Regions from separate parts of the Mus musculus genome. Here regions 1 and 3 are each linked to region 2. A link is a contact called in public Hi-C data. All regions are on one chromosome and are shown on one strand. Each heading gives the region's core, a stretch centred on a gene start, on an enhancer-like site or on the middle of the called end of the contact. The rest is flanking DNA. Distances are from core to core; before and after follow the strand shown. Region 1 overlaps Cd47 (CD47 antigen (Rh-related antigen, integrin-associated signal transducer)). Region 2 overlaps Gm15518 (a long non-coding RNA gene). Region 3 has its middle 16 kb from the start of Gm31494.

What was found. A called contact is a pair of places that touch in the nucleus more often than the background predicts.
Region 1: a Hi-C map of CD8 T cells shows a contact between it and region 2, with 5 times the contacts expected there. The contact joins two enhancer-like sites. A contact is called at or near these places in 1 of 15 datasets of contacts at CTCF or cohesin (large pre-B cells), 39 of 484 Hi-C or Micro-C datasets (B cells, CD4 T cells, CD8 T cells and 21 more), 7 of 115 datasets of contacts at active chromatin or transcription factors (CD8 T cells, the HPC-7 cell line, the SCID.adh cell line and 3 more) and 1 of 9 other capture datasets (embryonic stem cells).
Region 3: a contact with region 2 is called in a Hi-C map of the G1E-ER4 cell line, with 2.7 times the contacts expected there. The contact joins two enhancer-like sites. A contact is called at or near these places in 1 of 15 datasets of contacts at CTCF or cohesin (pro-B cells) and 4 of 484 Hi-C or Micro-C datasets (B cells, the G1E-ER4 cell line, bone marrow-derived macrophages and 1 more).

Annotation. Positions count from the first base shown.
Region 1 is chr16:49,887,011-49,889,710 of GRCm38.p6, reverse strand. All of the region lies in intron 3 of Cd47 (CD47 antigen (Rh-related antigen, integrin-associated signal transducer)), which reads right to left. Among named protein-coding and RNA genes, the nearest start is that of Cd47, 33 kb to the right of the region's middle. Within about 2 kb of position 1,415, at least 80 of the 459 cell types and tissues checked have an H3K27ac peak or open chromatin away from gene starts, as enhancers often do. A contact at or near this core is called in B cells, CD8 T cells, Th2 cells and 1 more, where this site is marked.
Region 2 is chr16:49,765,180-49,767,879 of GRCm38.p6, reverse strand. It overlaps Gm15518 (a long non-coding RNA gene), which reads left to right. Exons shown (of 5, transcript XR_003951928.1): 4 at 1-2,700. Among named protein-coding and RNA genes, the nearest start is that of Gm15518, 9.4 kb to the left of the region's middle. Within about 2 kb of position 1,384, at least 42 of the 459 cell types and tissues checked have an H3K27ac peak or open chromatin away from gene starts, as enhancers often do. A contact at or near this core is called in B cells, CD8 T cells, the G1E-ER4 cell line and 2 more, where this site is marked.
Region 3 is chr16:49,659,739-49,662,438 of GRCm38.p6, reverse strand. No RefSeq gene overlaps it. Among named protein-coding and RNA genes, the nearest start is that of Gm31494, 16 kb to the right of the region's middle. Within about 2 kb of position 1,403, at least 3 of the 459 cell types and tissues checked have an H3K27ac peak or open chromatin away from gene starts, as enhancers often do. A contact at or near this core is called in the G1E-ER4 cell line, where this site is marked.

The DNA of each region.
Region 1 (2,700 bases), core at 166-2,665, 120 kb before region 2:
TCAATATAATTTGATAAAGTACATATGATAACTTTTAAAATCAAAGTACAATTTCATTATTTAAACACACACACAAAGATGAAGGCCTTGTGGAACTGGTGCTGGAGAAAAATGGACTGCCATGCATAAAGTGTTTATTTGCTGGAAGTGAGTAAGATAACTGTAATAAATTCCACATCCTAGCCAACTTCTCTGATGAAATAAGTTTATCAGGCTGAACACTACAAAAGATCATATTCCTTGTCCACAGGCCTAGAAAAAAAAACAGCCTTTTTTTTTTTTTATGGCAAATATATGAGCACAACAGAAGGGAATGTCCAGCAGACATCTCCCAAAGACAAATTATTCTGGTCTAATGAAAGTTTTCAGAATTTCAGAGGATATTCATGAGTAGTGCTGTCAGATTTTGAAAGTGTAAAGGAATTGGTGACTCTATTTATGTAAGAGTAGAATGCTGTGCTACAGTTTGGCCCAATTCTTCCTACAATGAAGTCAGTGAGTAACGACATGGCTTAGTGATCGTATGAGCACTCCAGGGAAGAGCCAAGCTTAACACTGTTGAATAAAATTCACATTAAACTTAGCATAAATTCACATTACCATTAGGGGTCACCAACCAGGTCACAGACTGACTTTCTGTAATAATATTTGTCAGAATACTTTTGTTCTCTGGTTTGGATAGAAATCGCCACTGCAATGTAGTGTTTGCCCTCATTTCTCCCGAATTATTTTTCCTGTTCAGTAAGAAAAACCCCTAAAAACATCACTTGGTTTACAAGTGCTTTCAAAGAAAGGTCTTGTTACTTTCAATAATCTAGGCTTTGAGGACTTACATGAGTCCTCAAGGCTCTTATGATGGAAAATTGATTTTCTCAAATTTCCCAACAATGATCATAGTGACATTTTCCCAAATAGCACCAAGAGATAACCAAATTCCTCGTGGGGCAATTTTGAGTGGGCACAAGAAGAAAAAGTAAATGAATGGTGTCTAGAATACACAGAAGTAAATCCCAGTAGCTCTCATGTTACACTCTTCTGGCATGCATGGGTCCCATGGTTAACTTGTGTAACTCTAGTCCTTCAAATACAGTTTGAAGTTTCATTACCAAAGTGCAACCAGAGAGTAGTCATGAAGTATGCTCCATGAGACGTCTTTAATACACAACTCACAATATGAAATAAATAGAAGAAGTGTCATCATGTCACAACTACTGAAGACCAGCCACTGCATGGTTATGCTAAGTTTGGGCAGACAGCCAAGCGCCTGGTTATGATATCTCCCCTCGTCTCCCAGTGATCAGCCCACAGGCACTCAATGTATCATCAAAAAAGGAAACTGGGCAAGAGGGGTGAACGAGCCAGGAAATGACAAGTGTGAGCACTGCGTGTGACATTGCAATAGACCATAAGCAGAGTTACAGGAGAGCTGCTATGGGGATGCTGACACTGCCACCACGGAGCACCACTCCAGATGCAGCCTGGGCAGCTCGAGGATGGTGAACTCACTAACACGAGTGAAGTTAAGGATCATGTGACAATGGGAATGTCCCTGAGGATGTGACTCTGGAAAACAAATGGCAAAACAAACAAAAAAACAAACAATAGCAAACTCCAACAACAAAAACATCAAATAAAAAAAACCACATCACAGAATTCTGAACCCTGAAACAGAGTATAAAGCTGCCAGCTGCAGGCTAATAGGAACTAAGAAGGGAGCCTGACAGTTTACCAGGGGATGTCTGCTCTGTTTCCAAAGCCACAGAGCAAGACAAAAAGCATCAAGCTATATTTAACATGACATTTAAAATACTGACGTTTTAGCAGTCTGATCTGCCATGTAATACTTTCAACATTAGTATTATTTTTGTTTTCTAATACAGCTATAGTAGGGAAGTTTTAATATTTTCAAAGGTTTGGGTTTTTTGTTTGTTTGGTTTGTTTGGTTTTTGGTTTTTGGGGTTTTTTTGTTTGTTTGTTTTTTTGTTTTTTTTTTCTGTATTTTTAATTTTTGTACAGGCTCTTACTATGTCGCTCTGGTGTTTGTTCTGTAATGCTAAGATCACAGGACCATACCACCAATGCGGCTTTTTTTGATAACATGTTTTGAAGGCCACTGTATGATGGTAATTTTCCTATCTATTATCAAGACTGTTTGCAGAGCTCGGCTTTCACAGTCAGGTTCATGGCCATGCTGCTGAGTGCATACTAAAGATCATCTATCAATATAGGACAAGGGTTAAAAGAAAAGAAAACAAAGAATGGACAGCCAGTGTTTTATGTAGAGCTGGGCCTTAAGCCTGAAAGAGCTACAGTACAATGCAGTACTTGAAAGCACCTATCAGCTATCAAAATGTAGGAAAGAACTTATATTGTCACAGTATAGATGAAGAACCCCCCAAATCAGCCAGGAGCCAATAGCATGACTAACTCTTGAGTTGATCCAAGATAATTGGTCTATCTTCAGGTTTCTATTGCTGTGATAAACACCATGGCCAAAAGCAGCTTACAGAGCAAAGGGTTTATTTCAGCTTAGAGCTCTCAGGTCAGACTCCATCACTGAGGAAAGGCTACAAGTGTCCTGAGCCGTGCTTCAAGACACAGCTTTCTGTAAACCAACTGTCCTCAAAGGTGTAGGCTTCTTCTTGCAGCATGGTCACAGATTCACATGCACAGCCAGAGAGATCACCGAGAGAAATGTCC
Region 2 (2,700 bases), core at 135-2,634:
ATTCTGCCACTGAGCTACACTCTTAGTCCTCTCAAGACCTTTCTTACTTGTACACAAATTTTAAGAACAGCGTCTGGCCCAATTTTAGGATGGCCAGTGGATCATCTGGAAGCCTACATCTTCATACTGTGTTGTGTTCAGGGAGCACAGAGTGCCTGCTCATCATCCATGCTGGGAGCTCTGAGCCAAATCCACAGGCGTCTCGTGTTCTCACACAGGCTCTCTTGAAACCCGTGAAGGGATGGGGCATAGCACCAGATGACATAGGGTTCTCATACCTATTTGCATGGGCATGTTCTCTGTGAACCCTTCCAACAGAGGTTCTGATACTCTTAAAAAACAAACCACAAAAGTAAAAACCTAAGCACTGCTTGCAAATTTAAGGGAAAGGGAAAGGGGGAGGTGGAGAAACCTTGTTTGGATTGATTGAGAATTTGTTCAATTTGATCAGTGAATACAATTATAACTTTGTTTTATCGGTGAACTACAGCATCTCAACGGAAGATCATATTGTTCTAATAAATGAATGGTATATTCGGGGGAGAGGCTGCCCAGTTGCATGTCACCTGTATGAACTATTACTTTAGACTTACAGGAGAGCTGCAACAGTTCAACAGATTTCTACATATCTGTTTCCCAGATTCTCAATATGGTAACAATTTATCATAATTTCTATTGTTTTTTTTTTTAGTGAAAGCTTTTAATGACTAGTTAACAATATTATGTCATGGTGATTCTTTTAAATTTAGCATAATCTTAGGCACCTGCTTGGTAGAGACTTGAGAAATAGCATCCAAAAACCATACTGCCTGTTAGGTTTTTAAATTAACATGCTAGTTGTACATAGTAATGGAACATGTTGTATGTGGGCCAGAATCCAATCAAGGTAATCAGGATTGAACTATTATGTCATGACTTATCACTTTCATCTTTCTATATACAACTCTAGCTCCCCCTCCCCCCAATACACACATAGTCGTCTCCTGAACCATTTACACTGCTGGCATGATGCCCTTTTATGGCTAAATCATTATGTGTACTATTTTACATAAATTCTTTTCAATTACCACGGCTCAAAACCAACTTAAGAAATTAAGATGCAATTTTCTAAAGTATAGACCTTACCCAACCTTTTCCTTTTGTGCTAAAATGTACTTTGTAGCACCAGTCTACATCTCCTTACTGATCCAGGGTCCAATCTAGAGCAGTGCTGTGTTCAGGTGTCATGCTTCTGCTCTCCCCTATAGTCAGGGACAATTCCTTGGTCCTTGTACCTCATCTAGTCACTTTTGAAGCACACAGGCTGTTTGTACAAGCCTCTCAACTGGGACGTGGCTGTCATTTTGTTATTATATTCAGGCTATGCATCTCCAGTATGACCAACAACTGTGTGCCCTCTTCAGGTGGTAAACGGTAGTTGTCCAAGACTGGTGATGTTAACTTTGATCAACTTAATGTAAGTGGTATGTACCGGATTTTCCAGTGTATATTGACAGTTTTCTCTCTTTGTGGGTTACTTTTTCTACAATGAAACCATGCAGTCACCCCATTTCTCATCGAGCTTCCCCCTAGTCGTTTCGGCATTCACTGATGATTCTCCCTCCAATTAGCTAGCATGGTACCTGCAGCTGGTGTTTTTCTAAGTGCAGCATCCACGTTGTCACACATCAGACATCCTATTGTAAGGAGTCGTATCTATATGGGCCTGTGGTTATACAGTTCATTATTATGATGCTCAACTTGTCTCTGTATCTGGCTGTTCATTGGATATTTCCCCAACATACTTTGAGTACTTTATGGCAGAGCCAGACATTTTTGGTACATATATACTTTCCTTCCCAGTTTAGGAATCAGTTCTCTAAAAGGAATGCGTTGGTTTCATTTGTTTAAAAAAATTCTAAGAAGATAATTTAGATATCAATGTTTGAATTCTAGGCATTGCACAGACTTGTAGTTGGGTAGTCCCTGCCTCTAGACCAGTGGTTCTCCACCTTCCCAATGCTGTGATCCTTTAGTACAGTCCCTCATGTTGTAGTAACCCCCAACTGTAAGATTATTTTCATTGCTACTTTGTAACTATAATTTTGCTATTGTTACAGACTGTAAGTATCTGTTGTTTTCCAATGGTCTTAGGTGACCTTCAAATGGGGGCCTGACTCACAGGTTGAGAACCAATGCTCTAGACCCTTGCAGAGCATATAATTAGGGAATGGGGAAGGGGGGTGGTTCTGTAGGTAAACGGCTTGCCGTGCAGTAGGAAGATCCCCAGCACCCACTACAAAGCCTGCTGTGGTCAAATGTGCTTGCGAACCCAGCACTGGGAGATAGAGGAGGAGGGAGGGAGATCCCTAGAACTCGCTGGTCAATGAAGCTATTGGTGACATCCATGTGAGAAACCTTATCTCAAAAATGACACATGTTGACCTCTGGCATCCACAGCTACAACAGAACCTAGGCAAAGAAGTTGTTTCACATTTTCTATTTGGCTATTGCACTGAGCACAGCAGAGGAGCTCCATATTGCCTATCATCCCACTGTGGATTACTCCCTTTTATAGATTAAATGAACTGTCTTACTTGCCATTGTATTGACTGCCATTGTCTTGGGTGGTAGTTTATGATAGAAATCAACTTTTCTCTTATCTAAACTAATTGGGAGTTTTAGTGAACACCAAAGGTGTCTGTGTATAAATGTGTTATA
Region 3 (2,700 bases), core at 154-2,653, 110 kb after region 2:
TTTCCCAGAGGATTGGGAGTAAATAAGGAGAATGAAGTTTCTGAATAAAGGATGGCCTGCTACAAGGAGACTCGCCTTGTCCTTGTTAGAGCGAGTCTGGGAATTCTTCAGAGTTCTCCGGGGAACTCCTCTCCTTCAGCCCTTAACAAGCCTGTCAGTACCACTCAGCTAGCTTGTGCTCTGATTTCCCTAATTGTCATCCTAAAATCCTAAACCCTGGGGCTTTGGGTGATGTAGACAGTAAATGCTTTATGAGGTAAAGCCCTTGGATCCTTCAGAGCATGCATGCTTCCCTTAATGAAAAGCAGCAACTTTCAAGGTCAAAATTGTAGTTCAAGAGGCAGCGTTGAATGATCTTATTAGGCAGAGGTTCAGAATGTCCTCAGAGCCATAGCTCTCAGGGACAGCCATTTCCGTCACTTCTCCCAAAACAGGACCTTAGGGTTTCCTACTGGTTATCAATGTTGAAACTGCCCTGTAGTCTTATTTACCTTCCTCCCATAGTGAGATCATGGATGCCATTTTGCAGTAACTATTAAGTCCTGCTTTCCTTGTCTGCCTAGATATAATTAATTTTTAAGTGCTCAAGTTGCCCCACTGCCGTAAAGGATGAGCATTGTCTCATATAACACGAAGGACGGAGAACTCAACCCTCTGATCACAAGAATCTTGGATCCAAACCTCTTGTTACCTGCTCCCTGTGATTGCTCCGGAGAGCCATGGCGTTAGGTTGTATTTTCAAGGATGACGTCATGAGGACAGAGATGGAAATAGCGTTTGTTGTATTGTTGGTGATACTTTTGATGCTTACGAGGGAAAGTGAGCACTACACTGTTTTACTGTACTGTGTTGTGTTAAGTCATTGGCTTGGGATTGTTCAGGTAAGGCTGTCTTCACTCAAACACCAATGGATCACAAAGGCACAGAGCAAAGCTTGTTAACAGACCACACTGATGTTTTTTTTTTTTTTTTTTATCAAAGAGAGACCTGAAAAACAACATTTGAATGTTTATGTTGCCAATCTATGGGCATTGTTTAACATTGTGGGCTTTCTATACCTAGAACTGCTTCCCACCCAATTGAATGGTATTTATTTAACTTCATACAGCAAAATTCTTCTTCTTTTTTAAACTATTTTTTCTAAATTTTAAGTGCATTGGTGTTTTGCCTGCCTTTATGTCTGTGTGAGGGTGTTGGATCCTCTAGAAATGGAGTTACACAGTTGTAAGCTGCCATGTGGGTGCTGGGAATTGACCCAGGTCCTTTGGAAGAGCAGCCAGTGCTCCTAACGGCTGGGCCCCACTTCTCTAGCCCCTAGCAAAGTTCTTCTTAATGATGCAAAAAAAAAAAAAAAAAAGGAGATAAAAACTGGTCAGGCCCAGGGACCCCAGTGTGGCAGTTCTTAGAATATCCTTTGTGGACAACAGGAGTGCTAGAGGAGAGTTCTGGTTGCTGGTTCTTTGTTATCTCTTTGGCCTGGAAGCAATGTCTGAGTAGGTAACTAAGACTAAGAGGAGGCCCCTGGAAACCTCAATGGCTGTGCCAACTGGACTAACCAGCAGCCCTCTCCTGTCTTAGTCTCCCTTTATATTGCTGTGATAAGACATCATGACCAACCTGGGGCCATTGAACTACATCAAGTCCAGCAACCTAATTCCGAGTTAAAGAATACTCAAAAGCAGAGACAGGTTCTGTTCTTTTTTTTTTTTTTTTTTTTTTTTTTAGGGATTTTCTTCATTTACATTTCCAATGCTATCCCAAAAGTCCCCCGTGGGCCCCCCCCCCACTCCCCTACCCACCCACTCCCACTTCTTGGCCCTGGCGTTCCCCTGTACTGAGGCATATAAAGTTTGCAAGACCAATGGGCCTCTCTTTCCACTGATGGCCGACTAGGCCATCTTCTGATATATATGCAGCTAGAGACACGAGCTCCGGGGGGTACTGGTTAGTTCATATTGTTGTTCCACATATAGGGTTGCAGATCCCTTTAGCTCCTTTGGGTACTTTCTCTAGATCCTCCATTGGGGGCCCTGTGTCCCATCCAATAGCTCACTGCCCTGCTCAGGTTTTGTTCTTAAAGACACCCCAGCTTTCTTGCAGTACCCACTTCCCCTTTCTTTAGAATATCTCTAGATATAGATTACTCTTTTCCTCCCTCTAGTGATAACACACCTTCATCTTCCATCTTCCACGTTACATGTTCCATCAGCACATGTTTCTGTTACCCACTATCTTCTTTCTCTCTCTTCCTCCAGAGAACCTGAGTTGGACATATTCGGGGGGTTCATTCTATTAGCCATATCATCTATTTTACATGTGTACATCCATCTTCCTGGGTATGCATTGGAAGTCTCTTCAAAATGTACTTCAAGAATACACAGAATGAAAATAAGATGAATAAGCCTTTCCAAGTTCTTATTCTGAATTTGACACACTGGATTCTTATTTCACGCACATTCCTTATGATTGCATGTTAAATCTGTTGGTTCTAGTTCTATCTGTACAATAGATGGCCAGCTTGCTTTTCAGAATCTCTGTTGCCTTTCATTCAGACTGATAATTGTAATGCCTGGTTTTAGTTCATAGCATGTTTTCACTATCAGTTTTTTTTTTTTATTTGTATCTCGATGTGTGTTTGTGTGTATGTTCAACGTCACTGGAAGTTTACTTTTATAATTTTTAGACTTGAAGCTAGATGTC